Regions from separate parts of the Ovis aries genome. Here region 2 is linked to region 1. A link is a contact called in public Hi-C data. All regions are on one chromosome and are shown on one strand. The core of a region is the stretch at or near the end of the contact, and the rest is flanking DNA. Distances in the headings are between cores, read along the strand shown. Region 1 holds the start of DAAM1 (dishevelled associated activator of morphogenesis 1). Region 2 overlaps L3HYPDH (trans-L-3-hydroxyproline dehydratase).

The links. A called contact is a pair of places that touch in the nucleus more often than the background predicts.
Region 2: a contact with region 1 is called in a Hi-C map of hypothalamus, with 4 times the contacts expected there. The contact joins the enhancer-like site here to the promoter of DAAM1 in region 1. A contact is called at or near these places in 3 of 16 Hi-C or Micro-C datasets (hypothalamus, skin fibroblasts and tail adipose tissue).

Annotation. Positions count from the first base shown.
Region 1 is chr7:69,527,987-69,531,897 of ARS-UI_Ramb_v3.0, reverse strand. DAAM1 (dishevelled associated activator of morphogenesis 1) reads right to left here and starts at 1,909. Exons shown (of 25, transcript XM_060418108.1): 1 at 1,810-1,909.
Region 2 is chr7:69,745,425-69,749,335 of ARS-UI_Ramb_v3.0, reverse strand. The region is part of intron 6 of L3HYPDH (trans-L-3-hydroxyproline dehydratase); the gene reads left to right. Among named protein-coding and RNA genes, the nearest start is that of GPR135, 44 kb to the left of the region's middle. Within about 2 kb of position 2,150, at least 10 of the 54 cell types and tissues checked have an H3K27ac peak or open chromatin away from gene starts, as enhancers often do. A contact at or near this core is called in hypothalamus, where this site is marked.

The DNA.
Region 1 (3,911 bases), core at 660-3,159:
ATGGCAACCCACTCCAGTATTCTTGCCTCGAGAATCCCATGGACGGAGGAGCCTGGTGGGCTACAGTCCACGGGGTCGCAAAGAGTCGGACACGACTGAGCGACTTCACATAACATACATAACATAAGCGTGAAAGAGGAAAGAGATCTTTTGGTTCTAATTTTCGGAGTCTGCCTCAGGACAAAGGCTCTTAAGAGCTTTTTCTGGGGATGGAGCTGGGGAGACCAGGTATGGGCTTGACAGAGGGAAAGGGGTCTAAAAATTGTATTCAAGCTATTTACAGGGAATGGAGAGAGCCCGGCACTGTGAAACCGGTGACCAGGAGGGAGCAGCTGGGCCCAGGGCGAGCATCTGACCACACCTACTGGCCACGCCCTCCCAGCTGCCCGCAGGGCCACGACGAATTGAAACAGCAGTGGGAGCAGTTAAGATTCCGACGACAGGAGTCGCCATGGCAACAGGATTCATCTTGCAGGCAAACTCCGCTTCAATTCACTAGGTCCTTCCCGAGCCTGGGGAAACTACTAGCTCAACGGGAGCAAAACGGTCATGGGTGGCATTTACTCTTAATACTCTCCTTGAGCATCCTGGAGATAGGGGGCGAAGGGTGAGGGGCTCGGTAGTGAACGACGGTTGAAGTGTATTCGATCCCTGGGTCCACTAAAATATTTTATAGGAACGAGAGGCAGAATACCCCAATCGCAGGCTGAGAGCAACTTGAGAACAGAGCCTTTAGCAAAGGTTTGATGAATGAGTAAGAGAAAGGATAAGGGTGCTAGGGAAAGGATATCCAGAGGACTTTATTATATAGAGTTCATGGGCCTCGCACACGTCTCAATGCGGATCACAAGCAGTTGGATTTTCACCACTAGCTGTGAAAACCGATCACCCAGCCCTTCTGTTCCACTGCGACTGTTATCATTAGATTATTCAACTCTCCCCACCGCTTTACCACCGCCCAGCCAGCGCTCCGGGCAGAGGCTTCGTCCTAGCTCAAGTGCTCCTGGTCAAGTGAGCCATCAGTGCAAGGGGCACCAAGGTGTGCCCTACCCAAAGGGACGGGAGGCTGGATCGCCCTGTGGCGCCTCGAACCCGGTCCGCAGGCTGCGCAGCCTCCCCTCACCGATGTCCGCAAACAACCCCTCGCTCTTTCCGCAACGTGGGTTTCCCTCCTCTTTCTCATTTGAGACCTTGAGCTTCCAACTTCGCCTAAATTACAGTCACCCCATCCCTGTCGAATGAGTCTTGAGGCGAGGGTCCCCGGGATAGCGGGGATTCTGCTGGGACGCGAACCAGTAAATGAGTCCCGCCTCTTCGGTTACCACTCTAACAAGCCTACCTCGGGATTCTCCCTTCCAGAGCCTCCCGGGCCAGCAACTCCCGACAGTAGCAGTGCCCGCAGCACCCAGCAGAGGCCAAGAGCCCCAGAGCCCCAGCGTGTCATCAGCAAGGCGGCGAGTGGTACCCTGCTGGCTCTCTTGGCGTCCAAGCGCCTCAGAAAGAAAGAAGGGAGGCAACTCTGTCCTCGGGGCGCCTTCCCCCGGACTCGCCTTGCTTTGAGCCGCGCTTGCAGCCATTTTCCCAAACCCAGCTTGGCAGCTGGGAGCTGTCTAGGTCCTGTTCCCACCCAGACCCAACCTGAAGGACGGGTTTAATATTTACCTACTGGCCCGGGAGCTCCGGGAAGACAGCGGGAGGGCGTGCTGCGAACCCAGCACCGGGCCGCGAAGAAGCGCGCCCACCCCCGCGCCACCGCGCGGTGCCTCTTAATGAATGAGTGCGGCGGGCGACGCGGCACGTCCCCCTTACCTGAGCAGCCCCTGCATGCTGAAAAGGCGGCTCTGCGCTCCGGGTACAATGGGATCCGGTTAAACAGTTTCCTTCACAGCCGCTCGTAGGTTACCAACTCGCAGGTGACATCACCCTCTCCTCGCCTGATAGGATACAATGTGGCGCCCACTGCGCATGGACTCCCGGGCTGGGCCCGTGTACTCCTGGGAATCGTAGTTAACACTCCACAAGCAGAGCCTGGATAGCTACGCTTCTGAGGTTCTGAAAACTACACTTCCCAACAAACTTCAGAGCCTCTTCGTCCCCGCCCCTATTCCCGCCCCCTCCGCGACCCGCCCCCTCCCCGCCCTCCAGCCTTGCAGTAGTAGCGGTGGTCGTTCAGGAGCCGAGTTGCGGACTGCGCGGGCAAGAGTTGGGGGGGAAGCTCCCTGAGGTCGTGCCCTTTGACTTGACCTCCTCTAGGCCCCGTGCGGTCTCTGAGGGACCAGCAGGGTCCAGGCTACTGCACATCAGCCAGGCAACTCTGACCAACCCAGCTCTATTGGCCCCAGCTGGGAAGAGATTAAGCCTTTCACTGTCTTCCCTCTGCGCAGCAACTAACGAATAGGACACTCTGGTTTCTGGGTTAAATGTGATCCTGGAATTCCCCAAGTCCCGGACGATGAAGGACACTGACCCCGAAGGAAAGAAATCTCCCCGTGCCCCAGTTGGTACAAATCACCTGCCTTCTCTTTCCTTCTCCCATTTAACGGAGTCAGGGTGACCAGCCAGAACTCGGGGAACAGCTTAGTCGGCTGAGCTGACAGAATAACGCAGGGTGTCAGTAATAAAAATGCAGTGTAACAGACTAGATAGTCGCCGCAGCCCTTCGTCAGGGAGCCTGCTGCTGCTGCAGAGATAATACTATCGCGCAGCCATGCTTTTGTTCTTCTCTGCAGCAGACTTCCCGCTCTCAGGGCTCTGAATTTGCAGGAAGACAACATCCTTGCCTGAAGTTTTAATAAATAACACATATGTATACATGTACTCTTAAATGCACACACTTTCCGCTCAATGTATATACCATACTCTTCAAATTTTTGTATGACTTCAGCCAAACAACACATCATGCTGTTCAGGAATTACTGTGATATTAATAACTTATATGTTTAATTTAAAGTAAGCAAAAGGTATGTGGAATTCCGAACCTTCAGGAAAATTTTATTTTTAATATGTATATTTTTCCCATGGCACTTTATATTACTCAATGATCACCAAACGTTATGAAAAAGTAACATTGAGAGTAAATCTTTAGGTGTCTTTTTAAATGAAAAATAAATCAATACATCCAGTTATTCCAGTTGTAAAGGTAAATTGTAATGGCATTCAATATCTTAGTCACATTTAAGGATTAGTTCACACCCCTGTTTCCACTAGCAGAATGTCTAGAAGACCACGGTTTGTGGGGAGGGGGCGGGGAATCACAAAATTTCAAACAATTCTCCACCTAATTGTTGGTGAAAGTCTTATCACTCTTATTTTCTCATATCATTGTGCAAGAATAATGGGGTTCAAGAGAAAAATATTCATGGAACTAACTGAGGCTCTCAGGAAAGAGAGAAATGTTTTGTTTTTCTGAGGGAGAGATTTTAGCACTAAATTCTGATTTTCTTTTAACAAGCCAGTTTCTTACAGCCAGACACATTTTTCTCCACTGAAGGAAGATGACTTTGAGTATTGCTCTCCTATTCTGAGCTATTCCACCCATTCCAAATATTGTTTTAAAAGGAACCTAGACAATACAAATGTTCCACTGGCCAACAGATCAAGAGTACAATCAGTGATATTCTAGCTAATGGGTAGACTTAATGTATTGAAGTTCATTGTGGGGAAATATTCAGAAAGAAACTTGACCTGGGATGATTCTTAAAGCTCTTCCAATCTTGTCACTGTGTAAAGCTTTTAGATGGAAATATAATCATTAAGCCTGAAATTTATTGAGTCAAATTGGATGTGGAGATTCTTTAAAAGGCAAGACTTAGCCTTACAGATAAGAGTCTATTACAGTATTGAGATATACTCTGAGGAGTAACTCTACAGGGTAAATCACCCTTCAGCAAGTTCTCTTTCGTCTTCAGTAA
Region 2 (3,911 bases), core at 901-3,400, 220 kb before region 1:
ATTGATACTGATACAGTTAAGATAGGAGACATTTCCATCACCCTCAGAATCCTTCCTGTTGCCCTTGTGATGCCACATGCTTAATCCCTGGCAAATGGTTATATGTTCTCCATTTCTGGAAGCCTGTCATTGTAAGAGTGCTACGCAAATGGAATCATACAGAATGTAACCTTTTGGGACTGGCTTTCTTCTCACAGCATAATTCTCTGGAGATTGATCTAGGTTGTTCTATATGTTTAAAATATGTTCCTTTTTGAGTGCTGAGGAGTATTCTCTAGTATGATTCCAAATTTGGCTTGGTTAACCATTCATCTGTTAATATCTTGGTTGTTTCCATTTGAGAACTATTACAAATGGAGCTCATGTGAACTGAACACTTGTGTACAACCTTGTGTGTAAATTTGTCACTTAAATTCAGGAGTGCAATTATTGAATTGTTTAGTAGTTGCACGTTTAGTTTTTGCCAAGTTAGTTTCCAGAGTAGGTGCACCATTTTTTGTTCCCATGAGGAGGGTATGAGTGATCTTGTTTCTTGCTCTACTTGCCAGTATTTGGGGTTCTGATAGGTGTTCAGTGATACCTCATGGTTTTCACCTGAATTTCCTTAATGGTTAGTGATGGTGAGCATCTTTGAATATGCTTATTTTAGCAGCTGTCTTCAGAGCATACTTGGTGTCACTATGGGGTGGACATGACAGATAAGAGAGCTAGGCGCAGGCCCCCCTCCTCTGCTTCTGCCAAAGCTGCTCCATTTTTTAAAAAAATCATTTTATTTATAGGGCTTTTAAGCAAGATTTTATTTAAATAAGGTTTCCTTTGTTAGAGAAAAAAAGTGTGAAATCAACTTCAGTTCAGTTCAGTTCAGTCACTCAGTCGTGTCCGACTCTTTGTGACCGCACGAATTGCAGCATGCCAGGCCTCCCTGTCCATCACCAACTCCTGGAATTCACTCAGACTCACGTCCATTGAGTCCGTGATGCCATCCAGCCATCTCATCCTCTGTCGTCCCCTTCTTCTCCTGCCCCCAATCCCTCCCAGCATCAAAGTCTTTTCCAATGAGTCAACTCTTCGCATGAGGTGGCCAAAGTACTGGAGTTTCAGCATTAGCATCATTCCTTCCAAAGAAATCCCAGGGCTGATCTCCTTCAGAATGGACTGGTTGCATCTCCTTGCAGTCCAAGAGACTCTCAAGAGTCTTCTCCAACACCACAGTTCAAAAGCATCAATTCTTCAGCACTCAGCCTTCTTCACAGTCCAACTCTCACAGCCATACATGACTACTGGAAAAACCATAGCCTTGACTAGATGGACCTTAGTCAGCAGAGTAATGTCTCTGCTTTTGAATATACTATCTAGGATGGTCATAACTTTTCTTCCAAGGAGTAAGCATCTTTTAATTTCATGGCTGCCTTCATCGATTTTACTGATTATTTTGTAGAAAATAACTTGACTTCCCACTATCCTAGGCAAAAATTAAATTCAGAATTAGAAATAAATTTGTTCAAATACATAAAATATATTCAGAAGCCAACCATTTAAGCCAATATGTACTCTTTTTGAACTTTCTAGTGAATCATTGCAAGCTGATACTAATTTTTTTTAATGAAAATTGTGTCTTTCACTAATTTAAAAAAGGCTAAAACATCTCTCATTAATAGTTTGGAAGACAATTTCCTTTCCTGCAGGACCAGCATATTAATTATCTTTCTACATGTCAGGCAGGAAGGGCACTAGTATGGAAGAATGAAAAGTGAAGGCTCTCATAGCCTGGTTGTAATATCTTAGATAAAATATACTTATAACACCTAACGATGATGGCAAATGCATGCAAAATGCTTGCATGTGGTCTGATTTTGTGATCCTATAGATTTGTTCTTAGAAAATAAAACATCCCAGAGAGTGTGAGTCATGCTCACTGTATTCTTCTGGAAGAAAGTTTCTCTGGACATAGTATATTTTAGCCTGCCTTTGCATATTCAGGTCCTCTTGCTTTTTCCTCAAGGGGAGATCTCTTTTGAGCAAGGCCAAAAAACTTGTCACATTAAAGCAAACAAAAAGCACAAAAACAGCGCTCTCCCTGCCCCACTTTTCCTAGTAATTTCACAGCCCTGTCGTGGGAGTGTCAAGAGTTGGCCTTCTTGGAAGGAGGCACAAGAGGGCATTATGTAGCCAGCTGATGCTAATTGGCAGGAACTTGGCTGGCCTCAGTGAGGCCATGTGAGGTGACAGGCTGCACTGGACAGAGGCCAGAATGAGCTGCATCCTCCTGGAGGATGGAGACACAGAGGTCACTCCATCCCCACTCCTGGGGAGCAGCACGACCTCCCCAGCCACTGTGGGAGGCAACTGAGTCTCTTGGCTGCCTGTCCATGTGCATGTGAATGGCTCTCCGGAGGAACAGGAACTGGCCACAGTGGAGCATTTTTCTCTCATGTCATCATCCACCCTGATCTTCTGCTGGGAAATCTGTGAAAAGTCAAGGATAGGCCTGGTGAAAAGAAAATTGAAACAAAACACATTCATGCATCTTTCTTCTGCGCCCGTACCTTCCCCGAATACTGAGGTCCCCATGGCTCTATTTGAGGCCTGCACACATGGTGGTCAGAAGGCTCTCTGGAGAAGTTCCATGCTGTTGGCTTGATTTTCCTTGTCTCTGTGTGTGGTAGAAGGAATTAGTTGAGGGGTGGGAATAATCTCTTTTGGAATAATGTTTTATGACCCCATTGGACCTTGCATTCTCTAGCACAAGCTAAATGTTGAGTGCTTGCATCAAGGTAGAACAGAGGCCTGTTGGCTACTACACTTTGGGGAAAAACTGCAACCTCAGCTCATGCCTCATTGGATTCTCCTGCCCAGGCCCAGTCAGAACCCCAGCAAAACTGGGAGGTAGAAACTGGGTGCTGGCCAATTCCACCTTTCCCATGAAGAAGTTAATGGTGTTCCCACCAAACTGACTTTAGCACCAGCCAGAGGACCCAGGACTGGCGACTGGCAAAGCATTCATTCTCTTTCCTAGAGAAAGTAGAAGGCCCTAGTGCCTAAGAGAATGTGAAACTTGAGCCCATCCCTAAATACCTTTGGAATCAAGGCAGTTACAGTACCTGTCTGGTCCTGGCCTTTCCAAGTAAATGTGGTTGTAAGTTTTAGCATAAGAGCATTGTTATTCTTTAGTAGTACACTATCAGTTTCTGTCTTGGTTTTAAAATAATCTACATGTATCAACAGTCAGAAGTGAGATACTTTGAAAAGAATGATTGAAAACTAAGAATGAGCTTTTATAAATATTATCTCATTTAATCTCCATAACCATCTGTCAGGAAGGTACTATTACAGGCTCCAGTTTACATACGTGGGAACTGAGGGCTGTTAAGCTTGAATGATTTTTCCCAGAGTCACAGACAGCAAGATGAAGTGATAGAAACTGAATATGGAGTTGGCTCCAGCGGGCTCAAGTTTAACCTTTCCGTAACACCACCAAGAAGCATGCTGGGAAGGGTTACGAGGACTCATGGGAGAGACAGCAACAGACTAGGGGGGTGAGCGTGGGGGCTGAGACTGGGAGAATTCTCCTAGGACTCAGCACCTTGCTTAGTCCTGAAGGATGGAAAGAAGTTAGAAGGGCAAGAAGGGTCAGAGGTGGGAAATATGATTAACCAGAAAGGGGAAGGGGATGTTCAAGTGCTCAAAGGCCAGAGGGATCACAGCCGGGCATAGGAATGCAGAGTGGTACTGTACATGCGGATCCTTGAATTCTGGTTGGACTGAGGGGTAAGGTGGTGGGCAGAAGTCGAGATGAGAATTAAAACAGGAGAGCTTTCTAATGCATGCCAGAGAGCGTTTCATTTAGAAGGTTAAGGGTAGCCAGTAAAGGATTTTAAGCAGAGGTCAGGGTGGTAAGCTGTGCATTTCAG